3 separate regions of the Mus musculus genome follow, and all the other regions are linked to region 2. The links are chromatin contacts, called in public HiChIP or PLAC-seq maps. All regions are on one chromosome and are shown on one strand. Each heading gives the region's core, a stretch centred on a gene start, on an enhancer-like site or on the middle of the called end of the contact. The rest is flanking DNA. Distances are from core to core; before and after follow the strand shown. Region 1 holds the start of Rhno1 (RAD9-HUS1-RAD1 interacting nuclear orphan 1). Region 2 has its middle 41 kb from the start of 9330102E08Rik. Region 3 overlaps Tspan9 (tetraspanin 9).

The links. HiChIP or PLAC-seq counts read pairs in DNA pulled down with a chosen protein or histone mark.
Region 1: a FOXA1 HiChIP or PLAC-seq map of pancreatic cancer cells shows a contact between it and region 2. The contact joins the promoter of Rhno1 here to the enhancer-like site in region 2. A contact is called at or near these places in 9 of 39 promoter capture datasets (the 3T3-L1 cell line, 3T3-L1-derived adipocytes, the HPC-7 cell line and 4 more), 1 of 15 datasets of contacts at CTCF or cohesin (embryonic stem cells), 48 of 484 Hi-C or Micro-C datasets (B cells, the HL-1 cell line, LSK cells and 26 more), 23 of 115 datasets of contacts at active chromatin or transcription factors (T-cell acute lymphoblastic leukemia, astrocytes, craniofacial prominence and 12 more) and 4 of 9 other capture datasets (adipose tissue, embryonic stem cells, liver and 1 more).
Region 3: a contact with region 2 is called in a FOXA1 HiChIP or PLAC-seq map of pancreatic cancer cells. The contact joins two enhancer-like sites. A contact is called at or near these places in 1 of 115 datasets of contacts at active chromatin or transcription factors (pancreatic cancer cells) and 1 of 9 other capture datasets (embryonic stem cells).

Annotation. Positions count from the first base shown.
Region 1 is chr6:128,361,567-128,365,270 of GRCm38.p6, forward strand. Rhno1 (RAD9-HUS1-RAD1 interacting nuclear orphan 1) reads right to left here and starts at 1,345. Exons shown (of 3, transcript NM_001326585.1): 1 at 1,273-1,345. Foxm1 (forkhead box M1) reads left to right here and starts at 1,428. Exons shown (of 8, transcript NM_008021.4): 1 at 1,428-1,551.
Region 2 is chr6:128,223,419-128,226,811 of GRCm38.p6, forward strand. No RefSeq gene overlaps it. Among named protein-coding and RNA genes, the nearest start is that of 9330102E08Rik, 41 kb to the left of the region's middle. Within about 2 kb of position 1,798, at least 31 of the 459 cell types and tissues checked have an H3K27ac peak or open chromatin away from gene starts, as enhancers often do. A contact at or near this core is called in extraembryonic endoderm stem cells, pancreatic cancer cells and trophoblast stem cells, where this site is marked.
Region 3 is chr6:127,989,463-127,993,009 of GRCm38.p6, forward strand. The region is part of intron 1 of Tspan9 (tetraspanin 9); the gene reads right to left. Among named protein-coding and RNA genes, the nearest start is that of Tspan9, 44 kb to the right of the region's middle. Within about 2 kb of position 2,284, at least 117 of the 459 cell types and tissues checked have an H3K27ac peak or open chromatin away from gene starts, as enhancers often do. A contact at or near this core is called in pancreatic cancer cells, where this site is marked.

The DNA of each region.
Region 1 (3,704 bases), core at 95-2,594, 140 kb after region 2:
GGCTCAGTTTGCTTTTAGTCAATCAATCCACAATCCATGAAATAGGAAATAGGGCCACATCCCATCTCAGTTTTAGCTATATAATCTCTTACCCAAACAAAATCGAAGTCAGGTTTTGGCTCGTTTCTGCTCAGCCTTTGCCTATTTTTATTAATCTTTGAGATAGAGTCTTGTTATGTAGCCTTGGCTAGCCTGGGGCTGGCAATGTAGACCTGGCTGGCCTGGAATTCAGAGATCTGCCTGCCTCTGCCTCCTGGGTGCTGGAATTAAAGGTGTGCACCACCACACTCTGCTCACTCTTCAAACACAGTCTTATTATGTAGCCCAGACTAGACTAATGTGAGGCCCTTTTGTCTCACACCAGGATTATTGGTACGTGCCACATACCTAGCTGCTTACAACTTCTAACCGGGTTCCTTCAAATATTAAATAAGAACAAAATTCAGAAAGGCGAAGACCCTGCCTCCTGTCTCATAGCATACCACACTCACTACATCTTAGGCCTTTGTATTCAGCAGGCCTCCTCCCGGTCAAAGCAGCTCTCCCTTCTCTATTTACTTCAGGGTTTCCCTCTCTTCTGTGTAATGGGTAACAGATCTTACACCGCGTTCTCAGCTCCTTTAAAAAAAAAAAAAGGAAAGAAAGAAAGAACGGCTTTACTGTCCTAAGTCAAGATCTCATTAAAATAAACAAAGTTATCACAGGAGGCTGCGGGAGGGCGAGCCAGTGACCCCGGCTACTCCGAAGGCGGAAACACGAGGATCCAGAATTCTACACAACCTTGTGTCAGACAAAACCCACCGGCCTCTAACTTGTTCCTCTGTAGCTAGAATTCTACCGATCTGTTCATCTCATTCTGTGCTCCCTCGCCATCAGACGCTGAGGCCAGGGGGAGGACGCCCGGGTCCGCCGCTGTATCCTCCGCTCTTATCGTAAAGTACTTCGAGGGAATAAACGATCGTCCGGACACCTCGGGGGCTGGGGCCCGGGAGGAGGCGGCCACAGACCGGAGCGGGGCGGAGCCACGTAACCGCAAGTCTAGGGCCAGAAACCCAAGCCGGACCCCACGGAGCCGCGTGGACTGAGCGGGGCGGGGGACCCAGGGGTAACCGAGTGGGTAGCCAGCCCGGGGAAGTGGCGTACGCTGTCCCGGAAGGAAGTCGACCACTGAGGCAGGGCGGTCCGGGGCGGGGCGGAGCAGGCTGCTGGCCGCCGTCCGCGCGTCCCCGCGTCCCTCCCGCCGCCCCTCGAGCCCCGCCGGGGCCGCCTTACCCGCCCTCCCGGCCGCGGCCGCCGCTCCTCAGGACACCGAGCGTTCGGGGCCGGAACCCGGAGACAAGCCGGTGCCGATTGGCGACGCTCCGTCACGTGACCGCAACGCTCCGCCGGCGCCAATTTCAAACAGCGGAACAACTGAAAGCGGCGCTGCGGGACCCACCCCCGGCCCGGGCTCCCCCGTCACCCCGCCCCGGGCTCCCACCCCGGCCGTCCCGCCGGGACCCGCCGCCCGGGCCCGGCTCGGCCCCGCGTGGAGCAGACGCGGCCTGTGAGGTGAGTGGGGTGCGGCCGGGTCCAGGGAGGGCTCGGAGTCGGCACTGCCGGGGCTGTGGGGCGCGAGGGGGTGTTGGGCACCGCCGGGAAGAAGGTCTGAGCCTCCGGCCTCGGCCTTGCCGCCGCCGTGTTCTCCGAGCATCCCCGGACCCTGGGAACAGGCCTGCCCTCGGAGTCTGCATTTGCAGTCAACCCTGCCTCCGCCTCCACCGCTGCAGGGCGGGATCCTGGCTGAGTGTTGGTTGCAAGGTTCCCTGTTGAGTGTGGAGAATAATGGGGTCGTGGGGTGGCTCTGCAAGTCTCCTTCCGCTAGAAGATATTGGGAGTGTTAGGGAAAGGCTGGTCAAAGAGAGCCCCTGTGGTGGTGGGGGGGGGTGTCTAACATCTGATTGGGGTGGGGTGCAATGGGAAGGAAAACGAAAACTGAGATTTGAAGGTCGAGAGAACGGAGTATGAAGAGAGCTGCAGGGTGGAAGGGACCTGAGAACTCTTAAGCAGCTGGCAAACGTCAAAAGAGTGTAATCCCTTCTTTGGCAGGTGTCCTAAAGCGACAGCTGCTTTCTCTGTTTCTCACAGGATTGCAAAAGTGACAGGATTTAACTTAATGATAAATTATTCTATCTACCTATAAAAAAATCCATAGGAATGCTTTTTCTAAAGACTTCCTTCCTTAGCGTTTCAAAACCACTTTAGCATAGCCAGGCATAGTGGTGAGTGACTGTAATCTCAGCAACTAGAAAATTAGAGGCCAGAGGCTCAGCAGTTCAAAGCCAGCCTGGACTACAGGCGATTCTGTCTCAAATATAAAAGCCACCTTAAGCTTATTAATGATGGCACATCTTAGTATGAAGGAGATCAGTATTACAATCTTACTTTTGAAGCAGAAGATCAAGGTATATAGAGTATTATACTCACAAAACTAAAATATTGCCAGGCAGTGGTGGCGCATGCCTTTAATCCCAGCACTTGGGAGGCAGAGGCAGGCAGATTTCTGAGTTGCAGACCAACCAGGGCTACACAGAGAAACCCTGTCTCAAAAACAAAACAAAACAAAACAAAAAACAAAAAAATCCCACTAAAATATAGTTACTTTCAGGTACCAAAATATCATTGTGCAAATGCTTTGCAAATTTTGAAAGAAGAAAAACACACTTTAAAAAAAAAATTAATGTAATGGGGCTGGGGAGATGGCTCAGTGGTTAATGGAAGCTCTTGAAAATCTTTTTTTTTTTTTCCCAATTCAAAAGGATTGGGGTTTTTATTGTAGAACACTTACAAGCATTCACAAGGCCCCGGGTTCAATCCCTACCACCACATAAACCTGGTATTGTAGCTGCACCTGTGATTCTAACAGGTGGAGGCAGGAGAATCAGAAGTTTAAGGTCCCCTGCATTATTTGAGACTGATGGAAAAGGGCCATAGGGTATAGCTCAGGAGTAGAGTAGAGTCCTTGCCTACTGTATGTGTAGCCCTGAGTTCAGTCACAGTACTGAAAACTTTGGAATAAATGAGACTGCACAGTCTACACACATTGCTGTGAGCCATCAGTACGGAAGTCCCCCCCTTTTGTCTGGGATCTTGCAGACTAGTGGTTGATCTCACCAGTGTTGTGGCAATAGGGCCTCCTGCCTCTGCCTCTGTATGCACTGACCCTGTGACCTGCAAAGATGTAAACTGGCCAAGGCGTTGTCACAGAAAGGACTGCAGAATCAAAAGTATTGTCAGGACTCCTAATAGCCTCCTGTCCACCCGACCCATCGTCTCTCATCCCTCTCCCCAGTCATTGCAAGTGACTTGCCTTCTAGTACACAATGGCAGGCATTTCCACATTCTTGTAGATGACTCATGTATTCCTTTGGCCAAACGTTTAAAAAGATGTTAAAGATGTTTTTACATTTTTACTGGGGGCAGGATTGACCCACATGCCACAGTGTATATGTGGAAGTTGGAGGGAACCGGTCGGGGGCTGATTCTCTCTTCCCACTATTGTGGTCCTGGGGATTGAATTCAGGTGGCCGGGCTTAGCAGCTGATGGTTTCAGTCTCTGAGCCATCTTGCCAGCACCCCCCCCCCCACACACACACATCTTTGTCTTGTTTGTTTGCCTTTTCATAGTACAGGGAACTGAACCTAGGGCCTTGCTAGGCAAGCAC
Region 2 (3,393 bases), core at 548-3,047:
TCCATACAATTCCCTAGAATTTTTTTCCCTTCTGGAAATCTGCTTACCTCCACTGGCCAAACATAACCACATTGGACTGCAGTGTGAAAGCTGGAAAATATGGTGTTATTCTGAGTGTCTATCCAAACACAGGGATCTGGTCCTTTTTATTTGAAAAGGAGACAGGGGTCTCTGTTGTAAGTGGTCACTTCTCCATGGTCATCCTCATCTCCCTGTGAAGAGCAGCAGCTGACCTCCCCTAGCCCCAAAACCTTTCCGTTACCTCTGACAGCAAATCACACTCCTGCTTCTCCAACTCTTCCTTCCCTATACACACCACGTCTCAGCACAGGGCTGACCACAGCTTCTCTTCTCAGCCCCAACTCTCCTCTCAGTCATGTCCCCAACTCCCAACCCAAATAAGAATCTGCTGTCCTTCCAGAGTCTGGTACAGGGAGGAAGGTGTCCACTGAGGGCAGGCGCAGTCATCCAGGCAAGGCCTCCCCAAACCCTGCTCAGGACCGGGAGTGGGAGATGCAGCAGGTACAGGCGGGGCTTCTGCATCAGACCTCTGTGAACCCCAAACCAGTTCAATTTAGAACAGTAGAGCAGTTGAGCTGAGTAAGATGCCCAGTAGTGCTGTGGAACCACAGCCAGCCTCCTAGGACGCCCTTTTCAAGAGTATTCTAACTCCTTCAGCACTGAGTTCGGGTCCTGTTCCCATAGGCTCTGCTCAGCAGGCCCTGTCCCAGTGCTCACCTGCCCTGTGCGCACCGCTGGTCTGTGTGCTCCAGTGTGCACCTGCCCTATGGGCACTCCTGGTCTGGGTGCTCCGTAACAGGCACAGAACTCCATTTCTGTACAAAGAAATCACACGAGCGCAGATATCTGTGTTTGTAGCAGACTTTACTGAGGATTTGAAGAGATGAAGGGGGCTTACATAGAAAAAAAATTACAAAAACCTTAAAATTGAATATTAGACATCTGTGAGTGTAAAAAAAAAATAATAATAAAAGCCACCATTCCCGTGGCCTGGGCTCTGGCTCTCTAGGAAGGCACACACATACCTGTGCCCTTTCTAATTCACTAAGTGTATGTACAAAAGCCAAGTTCCAGACACTTTTTAAAGAAATTTATTTCAGAGATTAGGCTTCACTGTGTAGTCCATGATGATCTCGTTCTTCTCCTGGGAGTTGGGGGGCAGAGGGAATTATAGCTGTGCAGCCAGGTGCCTGGCTGGGCATATTAGTTAGCTACATTCTACACAGTCAAGTCTTTGGGGGGAAAGGTAGTTTTCCTTCTGATCTGTTAGATAGGTTGTCCAAGGTGCCACCGAACCCTGCAACCATAGCTCTAGCAGGTTTTCAGCAGGGGTCAGACCCAGGTGGCCCCTGGGTAGCAACCCTGGAGGCAGCTCCCACTGTTCTGGCCTGGTGGCCAGAGAGGTGTTATACTGGCCCACAGTCACTGCCTTCCCTCAGTCCTCCAACCTCTGCCATCTGACTCAACCCCCAGCCTGGGAAAGACTGAGTGTGCATAGACTAGGGACACAAGGCCTATGGAAGAGGACTAGGACACAGCCACTTACACATATACATAGACAAGCTCTCTCTCTCTCTCTCTCTCTCTCTCTCTCTCTCTCTCTCTCTGTGTGTGTGTGTGTGTGTGTGTGTGTGTGTGTGTGTGTGTGTTTATTCATTTATTTGATTTTTGGTTTTATGGGGTTTTTTTGGGGTGGGGTGGGGTGGGGAGGTGGACTCAGGGCACATTCTTTCCATTCCTGTGACACATTGTTGACACAATCTGCTCCATCAGTGTCAGACCCTGTGAGGCAACAGACCTTTCACCTGTCCCTACATTTTCACCTGTCTCTAACATTTCCTGCTAACTAGATAACACACCATAAGGTTTCCACTCCCAAGATGGAGGGCTCTCTATCCCCAGGACTCTGGGGACTCTTGGTCATCTCACAGACCCAATGACACTGGTCATGCCTGGTTCACTCTCTTTTGCCTTTAGCCTGGCTGCCAAGCGATGCAGACCCAGAAAAGTTTCCAGCCCCAGACACCCAGGGGAGCAGGCTAGATGGGCTCAGGAGCAACAGTTCCACCTGCTCCTCTGTACAAACCAAATGCTCTAGAGCTCATTTCTAAATATAGCATCAAAGGAATGTGTTCCCTTGCTACACCTCCAGGCCTTGCCACCATCCTGAGAGCATTCCAAAGTGCACATCCACACAGGGAACACAGGGGCCACAGGACTGAGCTGCCTGCCTTCCTACCTGGCCTGTTCGCTGGCAGTATGTCCAACCTCTGTCAGTCAGCACACCCCTGGGGCACACCCATCCCCTCCCTGTCTCCAGGCCTCTCCATTCTCCCTCGGAATGTTCCTTCCGATCCACTTGTCTTCTCTACAGTGGTCAGTGCAGAGGTCAGACCTCAACAGCCTCCCTTAAAGTGAAGCTGACCTTGGGTACACACACACACACACACACACACACACACACACACACACACACACACACCCAGCACTTCCCACTACCTACAAGTCTCCTTAACTGGTTTCCAGTCACTGCCCTCCCCTCAGTCCAAAGTAAACTCCTAGCCACCCTGTCTATTCTGATCATGGACGCATTCCCAGAGTCTGCCACACCTCAGAAGTCAAACAACCACTCACAAAACAAATGAAAAAAATACAACCAACAACCTAAGCAACTTCCCAAAGCTCTCTGGGCCTTGTTTTTTCAGTCTTTAAAATAGGAAAGCAGGGCACAGTGAGGAACACCTGTAGTCCCAGGAAGCTGAGGCAGGAGGATCACTGGAATCAATAGCCCAGGCAAGAGAGGAAGATCTCACCTAAAAAAGACAAATGGTTTCAGCACAGTACCAGCTTGGCAGGATAAGTGAGGTTCCCTAAGTCAAGTGCCATGTTAACTTGAATGGAGAGGCAGTAAGACAGTCTTATATGGTGACTTTCCATTAGGCCACTGAGGTCAGTTAACACAGGAAAAACTTAGGACCCACACTGGGACCGAACATCTGAACGGACCTGCTTCCAATAGGAAAAGGTTATACCCTTCATGTTCCAAAAAGGCTGACTACATACATCGAAGTCTGAAATGTCTGAGGCTGGGGCTTGCAGGAGCTCTGCTCCTGGGCGGCATAAGCAGGGGAGGAGGCCAGGGCTAGGATGTTGGGGGGTGGGGGGGAGGGAAGGGCTGCAAACATAGGCCTGCACGTGGACTGGTGAATCCTGGTCACAAGGTCAGGGATGCAGTAGTCTTTCTGGGACCCTGGCCCTGTTTGATAGCAGGACCTTTACATAGTGCAGTAGGAAGGGAGGAGGCCTGGGTCTAGCCACCATCCTAACACGGTAGGGAGCAGCATATGGGTTAAATTGCTCTGAGTTAAGGAG
Region 3 (3,547 bases), core at 1,034-3,533, 230 kb before region 2:
CCTGTTTTCTACACATTCCACGTACGTGCTTGCGTGCCCCCATTATACACCCTGGGGTCAACCAGCTCTCTAAACTCCAGTTCTTGCCATGAAATTCTGAAATCCTTCTTTGTGGTCACCCTAAAATAGCCCCAGCTCTCATCATTGACCCTCTCCCTCTTGGAGGGGAAAACAAGGCCCTAGCAGCCCACTTAGCCCAGGGAGGGTCCTGGCTTGAGCCTGAGAAGTACCTCTCTCTGCTCTTTTCAGTCTAAAATAGGCCATGAGGCAGCCTGCCAAAATCCTACACTCTTGCCAAGCAGGAGGGTTGTATTTCTGGCTGCACATCTCAAAATGCTGGACTCGAGAAGGCTTCCCAGACCAACAGCTGACTCCGGCTGTGATGATAAGCCTATCCTGGGTTTGGCCCGAGCCTTGGGTGTACAGTAGGAGGGGCTCTGTCCCTGTCCTGGAGTGCAGGGCAGCTATATAAGGACAGCCATATAAGGGCATGGGACTAGGGGGGAGCCCAGGGGGCTGGGGTTTCTCCTGGCCCCAGCAGAAGCTCACAGTGTGCACCTGCCGTGGATAAACATTCCTGCCTGCTTGCCATTCCTCGGCCTGGAATGGGCTTCCCTTTCTTGCTGCCACCGCATACCCTCTAACAGGGTACTACGCCTCACCTGCTCCGAAAGCCTAGCCAGCAGCCCCGCCCTCTCCAGTCACACCGGACCGGCCCTAGAGGGCACAGGGATAATAGTGCCCATGTGGGAATCCGAGTGGCAGGCCTGAAAGCATGGAGGTACGGCAAGGAACAAGAGGCGGGGTTGTATGTGTGTGTCTGAGTAGTAGAGGCTAGAGAGCCATCTTGCACATCTTTCTCGATTGCACCCCACTTTATTTTCTGAAGCAGGGTCACTCGGAAGCTGGAGGTCACTGATCTGGCTAGGCTGGCTGGTCCTGTCCCAGACTCTTGGTGCTTGGGTCAAAACCACAAAGTGTCTCACTGTACTTTGCACATGAGTGCTGGGCAGCACGGCTCAGGGTCTCAGGCTTGTGTGGCAAGGACTACACTTACTGATCCATCAGCCTTGTGGGTGGGTTTTAGGTGTGTGAACGAGGCAGCAGTTTGCGGAGGCTGTGCATCCTCCATGAAGCCCAGAGGACAGAACAGGGACCAAGCGATAAAACCTATGAGGCAAGAAATGACTTAACTTCTCTTGCCCAGAGACCAGAGCAAATCAACGTGTTAGCTAAGCAGGGGGCCCTGCCATTAGGGGGTCTAAGGAAAGCCCAGGGCTCTCTTTCTGGACAGGAGCTGCTCTGGCCCCAGCCACCTCTTACTCTGCATTTCTGTATTCTACCATTGGTTCCCCGGCTCACCCACCTCTGTACTCTGAGACTATGTGTGGTGCTGACTGACCCAGGACTCCTGGGGTATATGAAAAATCACTGCCCGGGGTCCCCATCTTTTAAGCTAGTGTCCTTTGTAACTGAAGAATCTCCTTCACATCTCTATTAACACCAACAAGTGAGCAGCGGCTCGCTCAGGAGAACAGAATTGGGGGTGGCGGGGGGGGGGGTGGAGAGGAGGATTTTAATGTCCACTGATTTATCCCCCTCAGTTCTTCCTTACACATTAGATTTATATTCAGATGTGAACTTTTATTTTTTTAAGCACCGACTTCCTGCTGGCGTGGTGGTACACACCTATGATCCCAGCACTTAGAAAACTGAGGCAGAAGGGAATTGAATTCAAGTCAAGTTTGGGCTACGTACTGAGACCTTGTCTCAAAAAATCCCTAAGAAGAAAAGAATAAAGCAAAGAAAGAACCAACATCCTTTCCTTTATCTCGAGCCTGTCCATCATTCAAGATCAGTTACTCACAACCAGCCTGTCCCCTCCTCTTTCTTACAACCAGGGACCCTCACACAGAACATTTTTTTTCTCATCTCTACCCCCTGGGCTCTGGAAGTTAGCCCAGGCACAGGTATGTACTAGTTCTGCACCTAGATCTAAGATGACCCCCAAAGCCCAGACGTAGGAGGGGGAAGGAGAGAAGAGAAAAGTTCAGGTGTGAACAGCTTTCTCCTGCTTTCTCCCCAACGCTACTCCCAGGCCCAGGCCCCTTCTCCTGGGCAGCCTAACATGCACTGTTATCAACCTGGGTATTCCCCAGACCTGGAAGGTTACAGCAGGCACGGAAGGCTAAGAGCCCAGCTTCACATACCTCAAGGGCTATGTCATGGCACCAGGAAAGGCTCTGAGTCACAGATATGGTCCTTGATCCACCCTCTTAAGACAGTGTATTTGACTGCCAACAAGCTGGCCTCAGCATGAGCAAGCTGGCCTGGGTGACAGAGCAGGGATGAGACAGAGCTCCTGGCTTCTCTAACCAGCGGGACAATCTTGGATGCACAGCACATGGCTGACAGAGAGAAGGTCAGAGGTTCTCAGTTCTGGGTGCTCTGACAGGAACAGGAAATCATTTCATACAGGAAACACACCAGACACCCTCAAGAAAGCTGTAGACGTGAGCCACGGGGCGACTCTACTGTGGTGGGGGACTGGATCAAAGTGTGCACAACCACGGACAACGAGAAGAACCACACAACCCTGCCTAGCGGATCTCAAAATATAACCTCAGGCTTCTCACGAAGCCAGCCAACACCATCTGAACACAAGCAAAGGGCAAGCCGGCTTTTCATGAAGGCAAGAGGCTTGTCACCATGCTGATGGCACAGGCTCTATGAAGGGAGCGTGGACACACCCATCATGGGAGAACCAGCAGATGGCCCTTTCCCACCCTGCTCAATTTACAGGTCACCATGGCCCAGGGAGGTGTTCTGAGCTCGTGTGGCAAGTTGAGGATACATCATACCCCACCTTTCTCCACGTCCCTCCACCTCAGCTAGGCTGGGACCCAATGTCCCTTGCTCCACTGCTGGAACACGCAAATGCTTTGAGAAAAAGAAAACTGAAAACTATTTCTCTCCTGTGGCAGAAGTCAATGCTCCCTTTCTACTTTGAGGATGGAGGCCCAGGAACTGCTCTAAGGACATCCTCCCTGGCCTCTGCACCTCCCTTGGCCAAGCCCTGAGAGGCAGAAATGAGCCTGGCATCTTCCAGATCACTCTACCAAACTGGCAGGTGCAAGAAATGTGCTTTGGTCCAGGCGTCTGCTTGCGTGCTTGCTTGCTTGCTTGCCTGCCTGGCAGCTCAAGGATGGCCCAATCAGAGTGTTGAAGAGTTCCAGAACCAGGCGCTGCCAGCAGGAAACAAAGGCATAGGACCTCCTGGGGATGGAGGGGAGTGGAGTGGTACCTAAGGACGCTGGCAGTGTCTTCATCTCTTCATCTCAGGATCTCTTAGCGTCTATACAGAAATTACTCTACAGCATGAACATCCTATGGCTTCTTCTAAGAGCAGTGTGGCCTCTAGAAGTCAGGGATACCCAGAATGGAGGAACCGAGGTGCAGAGTAGAAATGAGTGTTTGGTGTCACTGGAGCTCAGGGCTTCCTGCTGCGAGGCCAGGCTGGGCTCACAGCCCTCCAAAGGAATGAGGA